Linked DNA regions of Drosophila melanogaster: region 2 is linked to region 1. Evidence: chromatin contacts called from public Hi-C data. All regions are on one chromosome and are shown on one strand. The core of a region is the stretch at or near the end of the contact, and the rest is flanking DNA. Distances in the headings are between cores, read along the strand shown.

Region 1 (6,174 bases), core at 1,488-3,987:
CCAGTTTTCTGCTGCCAGTTTTCAGTTTTCAGTTTCCAGCAGCTCGCCGTTTTCCGAGGCCCAGTTTTTCCCCATCTGCGATTGCTGGCCGTTATTGCTCTTTTCGCCAGTTGCCACACTGCACAATTGGTACACGTTGCTCTGCATTTCGCCAGGTTTTTGGGTTTAGGCTTTGGCCGAGTTCGCGGAGGCGGGGCGTTGGATTGGGACATAGTTAGTTACAGTGAAAAGCGACTAAGTGGCAGCGGAAGAGTTAAATTAGTGACAAAATTGGTGAGTGGATGACGCTGGCAAAAGGCGAACGAGAAGCCAGCCACTGGCCATTCCTCCATCTCTGTCTATCTGGCTATCCGATCAGAGGCCACACCAACTGGCCCTCGGCGGATGGTCCTGTGCTGATTAAAACAAGCTCAGCAGTCGCTGCTCCATGTTTGATTTCTGAAGGAAAGCCAAACACAAATGGATCAGGGATCAATTTATAATGAAAACCTCTAAATGCTACATTAGCTTTGCATGTCGCATAGATGGGAATTTAGTTGGATAAACTTGCTAGCAAAATATAGAGGTTTAACGAGAAGAGGGGCTATTATAATTCATATGAACTTGCCATACTCTATTACTACATCCATTCAATTGTATTCGACATTGTGTATAATAAATTTCCATTTTGCGAGCAAGCAAAGGCTATCTTCCATATCAAACATGTATCTACATCTTAAGTCTTACAATACTGCAAATTTCGAGTTCCTAGCATGAGTATTACATGGAGTTTCTTTTTTATGTAGCATTTGATTTCAAAAACCAGAATATCTGTTATTCCTTAATCTTTTTATACATTATTTACTCGGATTTCCCTTGCATTTACCACTCAAGTTCACTCCTTTGCAGCTGGCCAAAACAAGCAGCACTGTTCGCGGAAGGCCCAAGTGCAAAAGCCGAAGTGGAAGGACAGCTGCAGCGCGGAGTGCTTGACACGCTGGCCAAGTTGCCATTTGCCACTTGAATCCTTGGAGTGCACAGAGCGAGGGGCAAGGACTTGGCCTAGACAGGCTGAAAGGCCTGACTTCGCGTGCCGCTCGCTATAAATATATGTATATTGTATACGGCTGGCTATATATACATGCATATAATATGTGTATCTAGAAAAATAAGTATAAAATCGGGAGTGTGGAAGGGAGGAGGAAAAAGGACTCGCGACTGAAATCAACAAGCAACAATTACAGAGACAGATGAGGCACTCGGCAGGGTGAAGCAACAACACTGTGAGATTGAGCTCCACTTGCCACTCCCCCCACTGTCTCCGCCCACTTTTTATCCTTCGACTGACAAAGATCGAAGACGTTGACAATGGGCGAGAGCTTCGGCAGCGATAAGTGCATTGCTCGATAATCGAAAATGAAGCAATAAAAACAAAAGCCGAAACAGGAAGCCAAAGTCAAGAGCCGAGGATGACACGGGGCGTGGCAGGAGGCGGCAGGACGTGGCAGGAGTAGACTGACTGTGTGCCAAGTAGGCAACAACAATTATTATCCCTGCCGTGATTGGTGGGCGGGGGGCGAAATGATGAGAAACCCCAACCAGTCCTTCCGTTAAAATCTTCCTTCCCCTCCCCTGGCCGTTAAAATTTACAGTGTTGTGGAAAATGCTTTCTCTGTGGCCCTCCTCTCGTTCTCAACTGCTCATGCATAAATAATATCGATGTGAGCAATGCGTCTGGTTATCTGAAAATGTTTTGGGTCGGCAGCTGGTGGGGAAATTTTGGGCTGCGCGTCCGTTAATGTCTAAGCAGGTGCCAAAAAGGCTGGCTAAAACCCAAAGCGGAAGTGTAAGTGAAAGTCCCTACTTCCGGCGGAGGAAGGAGCTTGTCTATCCGAAATTAAAGTTAATTTACCTAACTCAACGCCACTAATTCCTATCTTTGTCTTTTGCCTGTTTAAATGTATCCAACATGGATGCGGATACTAAAGGTTTCGTTATAAACATTAATTTTGTCTTTGTTGACAACATACTTCACAAGTTTATTTTTAATTTGCTTGCTTTGAAATGCTAAATACCAGATTCTAAAATGTTTACTGCACAAAAAACCAGAGACACAAGGATAATTAAATTATACTACAGAACCGGAGAATTTTTGTTCCATCGCCACATGGTGTGGCATTTCAACCAACTCAAATCTTTTGTTCGGTTGCGTTTTTGTGAAAAAATAGTTTCGAGAATTAGTTACAGAATGCAAAATTGGCTGGCAAAAGGCAAAAGGGCCATGGTGTTTTGTAAAAAATAAAAAAGAAGTTAATTACTTGCTTAATTCAGACTGTTTTTGGTTACCTTCATAAAGCCAAAAAGGAATTTGCTCTTCACTGCTCTTCGCTATCGTTTCATGACACTTTATAAATTATGATTTAGCCCCGATTGCTCGCTAAAGCTCCTGTGTTGCCAACAAGTTGCCACCAACAACAGTCAGATTATATCCTTATCGACGTTGTAGACGCCTCATTTGGTTTATAAATGGGTGTAAGAGACACGGAAAAGCACAGGAAACAAATAAAAAATAATGCGAGCGGGAAAAGAAAGGCAGGGTTGTCGTATCTTGCGAAAATATCAATTACAATTAAATAGATTAAACCTTATCATGCAACAACTGTCGCACAAGTGTCCCGCACAAGGACGAGGATGTCGGCAAGTGTGGCGGGGGGTGGTGAGTGCGGGGGAGGGGGGCGGAGAGGAAGGAAACAAGCGGCAGAACAGGCAAGCAAACTCACTTTTGGGAGGGGCTGCAAAAGTGTGTGGGGGGGGGGGGGGGTCGGAAGGACATGCCAGGCTGAAACAAGCACAAACCAATATAAACATACACACACACACATACAGAGCGCAACAGTGAAAACGCTTCGCAAGATTAATGAACGTACAAAAGTTTAGAGACAATGACGACGCCGGCGACAACAGACAAGAACAACGACAACAACACCAGTAGCAACACCAACAACAACAGCAGCAACAAGAAGTCCAACGAAAGCCGGCAACAACAACGTGACATGGCCAGGACAACAACAATGGCAGCCGGAAAAGCGTCGGGAAAAATGAGGGAGGAAAATATATGGCATACACTTAGGCGCGCCAAGTCGGTAAGTCGTGCAAATTTATTTTGGCGTAAATTTCATTTCACTAATCGAATCGATTCTTATGCGTTTCATTTCATTTTCAGCTTACTGACTTTTTGCCTATCTCGCCCGCCCGATTTCCCCCATTTTCCGCCTTTCCCCCCCATCCACCCCTCGGTGCACCACACTGGAGCGATACAGTGTGTGCATTGGCCTAGGTCAGCGGATCGGAATGTGAATGTTTGGGGTCGTGCTCCAGTGATTGTCCAGCAGACAGCAGATGAAGGACACTCGAACATTCCCCGGACCGTACTTAAGTGGGTTTCGTTGGGTGACAAGAGGCCACTCTTTCGAATGCTAATGAAATCAGCGCTAAATGCATAACTAAATTGGCTTCAACCAAATGTGTTAGAATGGATAAACATTCTTGGTTCCTTCAAGTTCAAAAATAAAAACCAATCATCACGCTTTTGAATAAATGGTGTATTGTATTTTTAAAATCATTCTATACATATAGTTGGCAGCTTTAATTTCCTATATCTCCTTAAAAGTGATTAAAGCCAAGAGATGTGGACTTTTTGAGTGCCATACACTTCGTGAAGTTTATGGCTTTTTTCAAGCGACCCACTTAGTGGCCTGAGTGAAACTCATCATCAGCATTGTTTCAGCTTGTAGTTTTTCCATCCCGGCCTTCCCCATCACCACACAATTTAAATGTCAGGCAAAGTGTCTCGTGGAATTTGTTTGAAATGGCATAAATATCCCCTGCTACACACTTTTCCTTTTCGCCGTCTTTGTTTTTGCTGGCGAAGCATCCGCTTGAGTTTCCGCTACAAAACGCACATACCATCGGCCATGTTTTTCATTTTCCAGACAGCTCCCCATCAGTATCGCTTTTCCTTTCTGTTCCGATTCAAAGTGACTATTTTTTGCCTGCCTTTTCTTGTTCAGTCGTTTTGGCTTATTAAACATTTATTGTGTTTGGTGAGCTTCCGCTACAATTTGTTTTCGGGCTTCCTGTAAAGATTTTAGCCCCGCCTTCCCTTGACTATTGTCCCTAAGATTTCAACGCGCCTTCTTATTTTAAATCCGTCAACAGCTTGGCACTCGTGAAAGTCTTATGTGTCCCAAGTGAGCAGGCATCGAGGTTTGCACCGTTGAATGGGATTTTAGCATCATATCCATTTACAAAAAGGTTTCGACCTGCGGAACATCGCAACGGATCCTTTGGGCTATGACAGCAACACTTTAAGGATGCAAATAGGAAACAAGAATTTCTTCAAGAACTAAAAACGCAATGTAAAAGTATTAAATTTCCACATAAAACAACTGATTTGTAGTGAAAAGGGATACGAAATAAATTCGTATTTAAAGTTTTTTGGCAGATCATTTCAAAATTAAGAGCGTTTTAGAAACTGAAATAACAACTCTGGGCATCATCGTCGATTTAAAATATATGCTTGGCCTAAATAACCATTGGCCCACATGTGAAATAAGCCAAATGAACGCACTGCATGGGAAATGTAACAAACCAAAAAGAAACTTTTATAAGCCGCTCCTAATAGACAACTCAATGCAGACACACAAAAATAATAGCGCAATTTGTGTGAGCAACAAGAAAATATATGGCCATGCATTTTTTATGATTTTTTCCAGGAAAACGACGAAAAAATAAGCTGAAAAAACGAGAGCGTCAAAACAGCCAAGCGGCAATGGGGGAAAAGCGGTAGCAAAGCGAAAACAATTTAAGTGTCCTTCGGTTGCCACGCTAAACGCCTTCAATTTAACGCCAGACACACGCCACAGGGGCAGACAAACGGGTGGCGGGGTGAGGCGTTGTGGGGTGGTGTGTTTTGAGGGGGTCCTGAGAGTCCTGTAAGAGTGCGAGTGTGTGCGTGTGTGTGAGCTGATGCCGCAGTGCGTGTTGACCGCCAACGCCGCTTTTGCCGCCACTTTAAAAATCTGAACGCATGTGAATGGCATCCGAAAGTATGCTACAGCGAAAATCACTTAAGCGTTGAAAATTTGTACTGTAAAAAAAAGGAGCACAGCGAACTGAAACTTTCCCAAATGTTGATGAGGTGCGGGAAGCAACAACAACTGCGATGTCTAGCGAGAAGGTAACAGAACTTTCAGTCAAGAAAAACATAAAACTTTCGCCCAATGCCGAGCCAACCTTTCACTCTTTACCAACACCCCCCACCCACCAAAAAACACCCACTATCTCCATACCCATACCCGCAGTCCCCACCACCCCCAATAACAACGAACTCTTTCTCATTTATAGTATGTAGATGTTGAGTAGCTTCTTAAAGTATGCGTGCGTGTGGGGCACCTCCTTATGCATATGTATATACACTGAAAGCAATAAAGTAAAACAACATATTTAAAAGGTAAATAAAATATTAGGAATATTTACAAACATGTTTATCCACGTGAGTTACTACGTTTGTCAACATATATATTTATTAAACATTAGAACAGGTTATTGATACTTAAAAAAATCGGTTACCATTAATGAACCCATTCGGCCTTCAACCATTTCTCTCAGTGTATGCGTCAGGATGGCTGCAAGTGCACTCTGCAATTATGATAACATGTGCGCCCTAGCCGCCCTCTGTCTCCCGGAACTTCGGTCCTTTGGGCCTCTGCCTGCTGCCAACAAAACAAGTTAATAGTTTTTACGCAAAATTTTCTCAACAGGCAGCTGCCTTGTTTCAGGTTTTTGCGGCATGTTGAGCTTTGTTCGCTGCAGTTTCCACTGGTGAAAGTGCATTTGCTGCTCTGGCTTGCTCTTGAGCCCTTCAAAATGTGGATTTTTCCTTTTACTGCATGCCGTGCCACATTATTGTTGGGGTATAATTACGTTATAAAATTGAGCATGGGGGTGGGGGTGCCACATTTTCATAGATGCTGTTACTTACGAGTTTCGAGCAATATCCCTTCAATGGCCTGAATCAATTGCTATGAGTCTATTAGTTCATTTCCAGCCCATCATTACCATATGATAATAAGGAAAATAACTATTTTTGCCATTAATTCTTTGTGAGCGCTTGCACTGAAATGTTTTTGATGT
Region 2 (6,174 bases), core at 2,229-4,728, 130 kb after region 1:
CGCCTGGAGGCGCTTCTGAGCAGCCGGGCGAACGTGGAAACTGTATTTGGTGGCCATGCGCAAGTTGTCCACGGCAGCAACAAAGTGGTGCACCTGGGACCTACAAAGGCATTGAGTAAATGGTCTTAAACGTAACTTAACTTAATCGTATTCAGCTTTGCACTAAAAATTTGATCAACTATTTCCAGTTGAGCGGATGAGCTAGGAGTATAACTCTTTTATTACTTATATATCATTTTATTTAAGATTACGCGAATGTATTTGTATTTCTTTTGAAATATTTGCCTAAAGATATTTTCATTTTCTTCTGTTCGTTAAAGGCAAATCCAATTAAATTTCGAATTTAAAGTGCACCAACATTCTTACGAACTTTTGCATTTCCTAAATGGCAAAACCACTTACCCTGAGGGTTCATGCTTCTCCTGCTGATCCGTCGCCTTCTCATTCTCCTCCTGGGACACCTCGGCGGTGGTGCCATTCACCAATTTGACGCGACACCGCTGTGGGCCGTAGTTCTGCATCTCACAGTAGAATATCTGGAATGCCAGATCCCGGGGCGGTTCCACATCGCCGCTCATATTTGTCGCGTTCACCTGGTCCGCTCTGGAGTTGGAGTTGGGGCTCGAATCTGTGTCATGGGCCGACGGCACGAATTCAACTTCCCAGGTCAGATTCACCGATTTGTAATTTGGTTCACCGGCAACGCCGCGTATCTCTATCGAAGGTTACAAAAGCATGAGCATGGGCAGCAACGGGAAAACGGGGTTATAGCCAAGATTCGTGGCAGTGGCAATGGCAGTTGGTAGTTGGCAGTTGGTAGCTGTTGGTCTTGCATGCAAATCAGCCACCATGGTTAGTTACTTTGCTGCAAGAGCATAGGTTCGGGGCAAGGAACTCGTTTTCCGCCGCCTGAGCTTCAGACACGCTTTTGGATTAGTTCTGTTTCATTCGGTTGGTTTTTTGTGGACCCCACTAAGTGGTTGTTCCCACTGGCAGATCTGCAGAAGAAGATCTGAAGTGTGCTGCCAGTTGGAGTCACCAGCTCTGCACTTCCACTCCAGCTGCGAGTGATGGTGGATCTGGCTCGGAGTGTGACGTGAATTAGCCAAGGGGGGCAGGTAGTTAAGTCGGAATAAGAACTAGACCTGACGACGATGATGATGCTGGATGTTGCGGCTAAAGGGATGGTGCAACTTGGTACTTGGGCTTTAAATGCTACCAAGAACTTTGATTGAACGAGCTATAATGTAGTATTACATTTTCGAATCGCATTGATGCTGCACATTCTAATAAGAACGGAAATTATACCTTAGCATTAAAAGTCAGCAGCAACACAGCATAAAAGCTGAGAAAATAATGCATTTTACAAACTTAGCTTGCAAAAAACGCTTCCTCGAGATTCGTAACAATAAATCCCTGATCAATTATCCATTAATCACAACGTCGAGTCCCGGTAAATTTCCAATTTTCCGTGCCCACTTAGCCCCGATTTCCAGGCGATTTCCCAAGCCCGCCAGCTTGGGGACTTCTTCTGAGCCAGAACCTTGCATAATCTGCAATTAGAAATGCCAGTTGCCGAAGCTAGCTTGTTTGTGTTTGGCCATGTAGTGATGTTGCCAATGTTGCAGTTGTTGCAGCTTCGGGTGGCTGTCTTTACCATGCTTTTCCCATGTTGAAATCATTGACACCGATTTTGTGTGTGTCTGTGCATGGTAGCAGCAGCATTTTTAGGCGAATTTCGCACAGAGAACATGGAAAAGTGAAAAGTCTGCGATGGCACAAATTCTGAAATCGGGGCTACGGCTAGATGCCATTGCTGAGCCAAAATCCAGCAGAAAATTAATAAAAATGCGATGCAGAAATGAAAGACACTTCAATTGCAGCATCGCAATGATTAATGGTGCTTTTCGATCTTGGGAATTCTACTATCTATGACGGTGCACAAATTTTCGGTTAGGCCATATTTTCGTAGGCCGTCACTGCAGTGTTATGCAAGCCAGGAAGTGGAAGTGTCGATGAGACCCGACCAGAGATTCATTAATTTTCCATTGGCCACAGCCAGCGGGAAGTTCTGTAATACAAGATCGTCGGACAAATTGCCTTCAATCATCTGGCCAGATCAATCTTGATCTGTCACCGTATGGCGATGTAATTGCACCGCTTTAGCTAATTCGATTAGAGAGAGAACGGCCGAAACCTGTGTTTTGTGGCCAACAATTACTGGCATTTTGTCCCGGCCTAATGACACTTTTGCTCTCCATTGAAAATCTCTTTGCGATTTCCGCTCTGCGGCTCTGGGCGTGCCAGCCGCCCTCATTTAGCGGCCAAAAGGAAATGTCGACACATTTCCCGCGTGCCCACATGATTGGCACACGGTGCAGAAAAAGCTGGCCGCCGGGCAAGTTCGTTGTCTGAGTCTTTCGTTTGCCACCAAGGGCAGACGTAGGGAAAATACCACAAGGAACATAACTAGGTTCAGGGAAAAAAGCGCTTGATCGTGACCAAGTGCAATTAGCCAACATTCGACAAGAATAGGTAAACAGGAAAATCAACACGCTAAAAAATATTGTGTTCTAGTTAAATCTTAAAAAGGCTATTTGGAAAAATGTTTATGTTTCTATATAACATTGCGCAGCAGATGGAGTTTTCACGTAAGAAATCATATTTCTAATTTGCTTGCTGCTTATGTGCTGCTTACAAGGCAAATGAGAAACTAATATTTAAAGTTATTTTTTTCTGTGCAGCTGACATGCCTGCGACCGCAGACTTTTAGTAGCTGCAACTTTAACTGGCCCTGCGATTGTCTGAATTTATTCCTCGGCTCATAGGACTTACCATATTTGCTACCAGCCTTGGCATTGGCATTGCGGATTGCAGCAGTTGTTGCTGCTGTTGCGGTTGATTCGGTTGATGCGGTCGCTGCTGTTGTTGCTGCTGTTGCATTGTTGCTGCTGCTTTTGGGCAAGCGGACGGGGGAGACCGACGGCAGCAGGAGCAGAAGACACAGCAGCAACATGTTGCAGCTGCCGTGGGCTGCCATTGATTTCGTTGACATTATTTTCGGTAGATTTTTTTAAGTTTGCTGTTTGTTCTCATCAAATGTGTGTCAGCCGGGAGTTATATTGGGCGATTGGTCGTGAGGGAAAATGCAAGTGTTGCCAGGGGACCCAAATGTTTGACTTTAGATACTTTTTTTTTTCCAGTACTCGTTTTGTTTTATTTTATGTTATGCACTATTTGGTACGGCTCTCGCAGAACAATACCAGCTGATTGCCAAAAGCCACTTTTGTCCGCAAATAAATCGCATTTGTCACAACACAAAAAATCATAAATAGTACGAAAGCCGCAGCGTCCGAAGTTTTGGTACCGAATGTTCCGACACAAGAACCGCTCGCGTTAACCTGTGCGGCACAACTGAATCAGCGGGCCAAAGGCAGCCCAACATCTGGCCAATTCGGATCAGCTGTTGGCCATAAACGAAGCCGAAGTCTTAGTTAAAAAGCGAGCCAATGCCAAGGCCGAAAAGCAAAGCTTTCGCCGAAGCTTTCCGCTCTCTAGCGCTCTCTCTCCCATGAGAGATGGAAAATGTGAAAATGGCTTTTCCCTTATCAGCAGCCGCTTATCAGTTGACAAACAGCCAATTTTGCTGCTGTGCTTTCTTTTGTTACCAAAAGGCTACATTTAAAACCCATATATTGGGCCGAGCTTTTTCCATAATTAAACCAGCCGGGTTCCATAAATTTCATCGAACCGAGATCATCACTTTCCCTTTTCTCCGACTTCCAATGCGACTCCCATTGTCTTGTGGCTTTAGTTTGGCGTCTTTGTTGTTGATTTGCCCAGCTGGCGGCTTTGATTAATGCTTAATCAGCAATATTATTGTTATTAGGTTTCTATAGCGGGCCAGGCAGCATTTTCATAAATAATTTGCCAGTTACTTTGTGCCGAGCACAGTCAATTATAAGCTCGAACAAAAAGTTTCTCTGCCACAAAAGATGCTACAAAATAAATGAAAAGTGTACGCAACGAATGGCATAATGAAAATATATAATTAATTATTGGCACTCATTGCATAATTGAGGTCTTTTGATGAAGTGACCAGTGCGCAAACTTTTAAAGCCATCTACTTTTGTCTATCAGGTATTTATAAAAAAAAAAGGGATTGCTCTTTTAAATAATATTATGCCCTGAAGTTAGTTTATGTCTCAGAAAAGTGTCTAAAATGGAAATTTTATATTACTGTTGTGGTTATTTTTACGTAGAACTTCTTTGAAGTATTTTATATTACAGTCATTTGTCCTTCGAAAAAACACACGAGTCAACATCTTTATTAGAAGTAATTTGCTGCTTATCGCTTGAGCTTTAGCTCCATGATAAGGTAAACCATTTTATTGTATATGGCATAATTTCCATCGCTTCCGCTTCGGAAAAGGTTTTAACCCAGTGGCACGCATGGTAATTTCCTGTAATATATGTATGTATATAAGACCTTTTGTCCCTGGCCACCCATTAGTATGATAATTATCATTAATTATAATTAGACAGGTTAATATATGCGATGTGACATAAAGCCAGTACGTCTATTTTTAGGATGTCAAGGCCAGGGTTTCAAGAACAATTTGGTCCTAAATAAAAATTTCCTGGGCACCTGTAACGTCATGCTTCCCTAGGGCGACACGAAGAGGTATTCCAGGAGTATACTTACCGGACATAAATAATAAAACGGAACGCCCCAAAGCCACCAGAATGCCTCGAGTCCGTCACAGGAGTCGGAATCCCTCGACATTCGTGCGCACTTGGCAACACACATTCCACTAATTCCGTTAATTAAAAATTTAATGAGGCTCTGCGATCTAAATATACCACCGACACGAAGCCCAAACAATTGGAACACCTGTTGGCCACGTAAAATCCCTTGACGTGTTTCCCATGGGCAAAGGATTTCACCGAGGCAACAGAAGAGGGATTTTGGGTCTCAAATTGAAATGTGTTTTCCTTAAAATCAGTATATAAATATAAATGGGTATCGGAAAATCGAAAGCGTTTTCCTCACACTTCTCATTTGTTTTTTTTTTTTGTTTTGTTGTCTGCCTGAAAGTAGGCAGCAAAAGTCTTTCCTGCGCAGCGCATAATTGAGTGGCGGCCATCATTGTCGTCGCCACAGTAAACTGATTTGCATACCGCCGCCGAGTCCAAGTCCCGTTCTCGGATCCATTCTGTCATTCGCTTGGCATGGGGCTCATGTCATTAGGACGAGAAGCCAGCGCGTGACACACGCGGCGTATGCGCAACGCCTTTCGTGGCTTGCGGGACAAGAGCTGCCCTTTTGACCTTATTCGGGTATGTTTGCACTTCCTGAAAGGGACATTCTATACGGAAATCGTTTCTCGTGCTGCTTATCAGTTAATTCATTGCACTGTGCTATGAAAAGCTGTTTGGCATATACACCTAAAAGTAAGTTAATATGGCAGTTTTCTGATTTTATTGTGGGTTGGCGTCGTTTGGCCCCCACCTTCTGTAAGCCAATGCCAAATATATTTTACTCTGAATTCAGCCACTCTTCTGATTCCTACTCAATGTTATGGACCACTTTTCCAAGTCTTTTTTGGCAGCACTGATGTCGCCCGAGTCCCGTCTTTCCGATTCTTGTCCGCCTGCGTTTGTTCGACATCCCCGCCCATGTCCTGCTGGCCCGCTGCCCGGATTACATGTCTGGGGCACATCAAACAAGCTTACTTACCAATGACCTCGTTAATGACGAACACACACACACTGCCTCACACGCATAAAAAGACTGGCAGGCACTCACACTCACACAATCCTCAAAAGCAAATGGGCAACTTTGTGTGCGCTCGCCATGCTGTTGAGTTTACTTTGTAATTTTCGCTTATCAGATTTATTTTTATTTTTACTTTTGATTTTTTGTCAGCTGCCGCGCAACCCAATTCGGGTTGTGGCAAACTCGTTTCTGATCAACTTTTGGCTGCCCTGTAAATTTAATTTTCAGGGACTCTACTCATTTTTAGCTACTAGTAGCTACTTATCTGAGAGTGTTCTTTTCCACTCCAGAATACACTTATGAAATAAACATTCCGCTGAGGGTGTTAAGTACCCCGTTTCTTTAAGGGTATTCTCAGTGGCATTAGAACATCGTGTCTCATTGCTGACGTGGTC

What was found. Hi-C and Micro-C count contacts between places; a contact is called where the count stands out from the background.
Region 2: a contact with region 1 is called in a Hi-C map of the Kc167 cell line, with 1.8 times the contacts expected there. The contact joins the promoter of CG16798 here to the promoter of lncRNA:CR40341 in region 1. A contact is called at or near these places in 28 of 107 Hi-C or Micro-C datasets (the Clone 8 cell line, the D17-c3 cell line, the Kc167 cell line and 11 more).

What each region holds. Positions count from the first base shown.
Region 1 is chr2L:20,245,302-20,251,475 of dm6, forward strand. It overlaps lncRNA:CR40341 (long non-coding RNA:CR40341), which reads left to right and starts at 2,738. Exons shown (of 2, transcript NR_124392.1): 1 at 2,738-3,122; 2 at 3,203-3,571. lncRNA:CR40172 (long non-coding RNA:CR40172) reads right to left here and starts at 4,421. Exons shown (of 1, transcript NR_124393.1): 1 at 3,627-4,421.
Region 2 is chr2L:20,378,878-20,385,051 of dm6, forward strand. It overlaps CG16798, which reads right to left and starts at 3,479. Exons shown (of 6, transcript NM_136186.2): 1 at 2,836-3,479; 2 at 403-715; 3 at 1-100. The coding sequence starts at 3,055.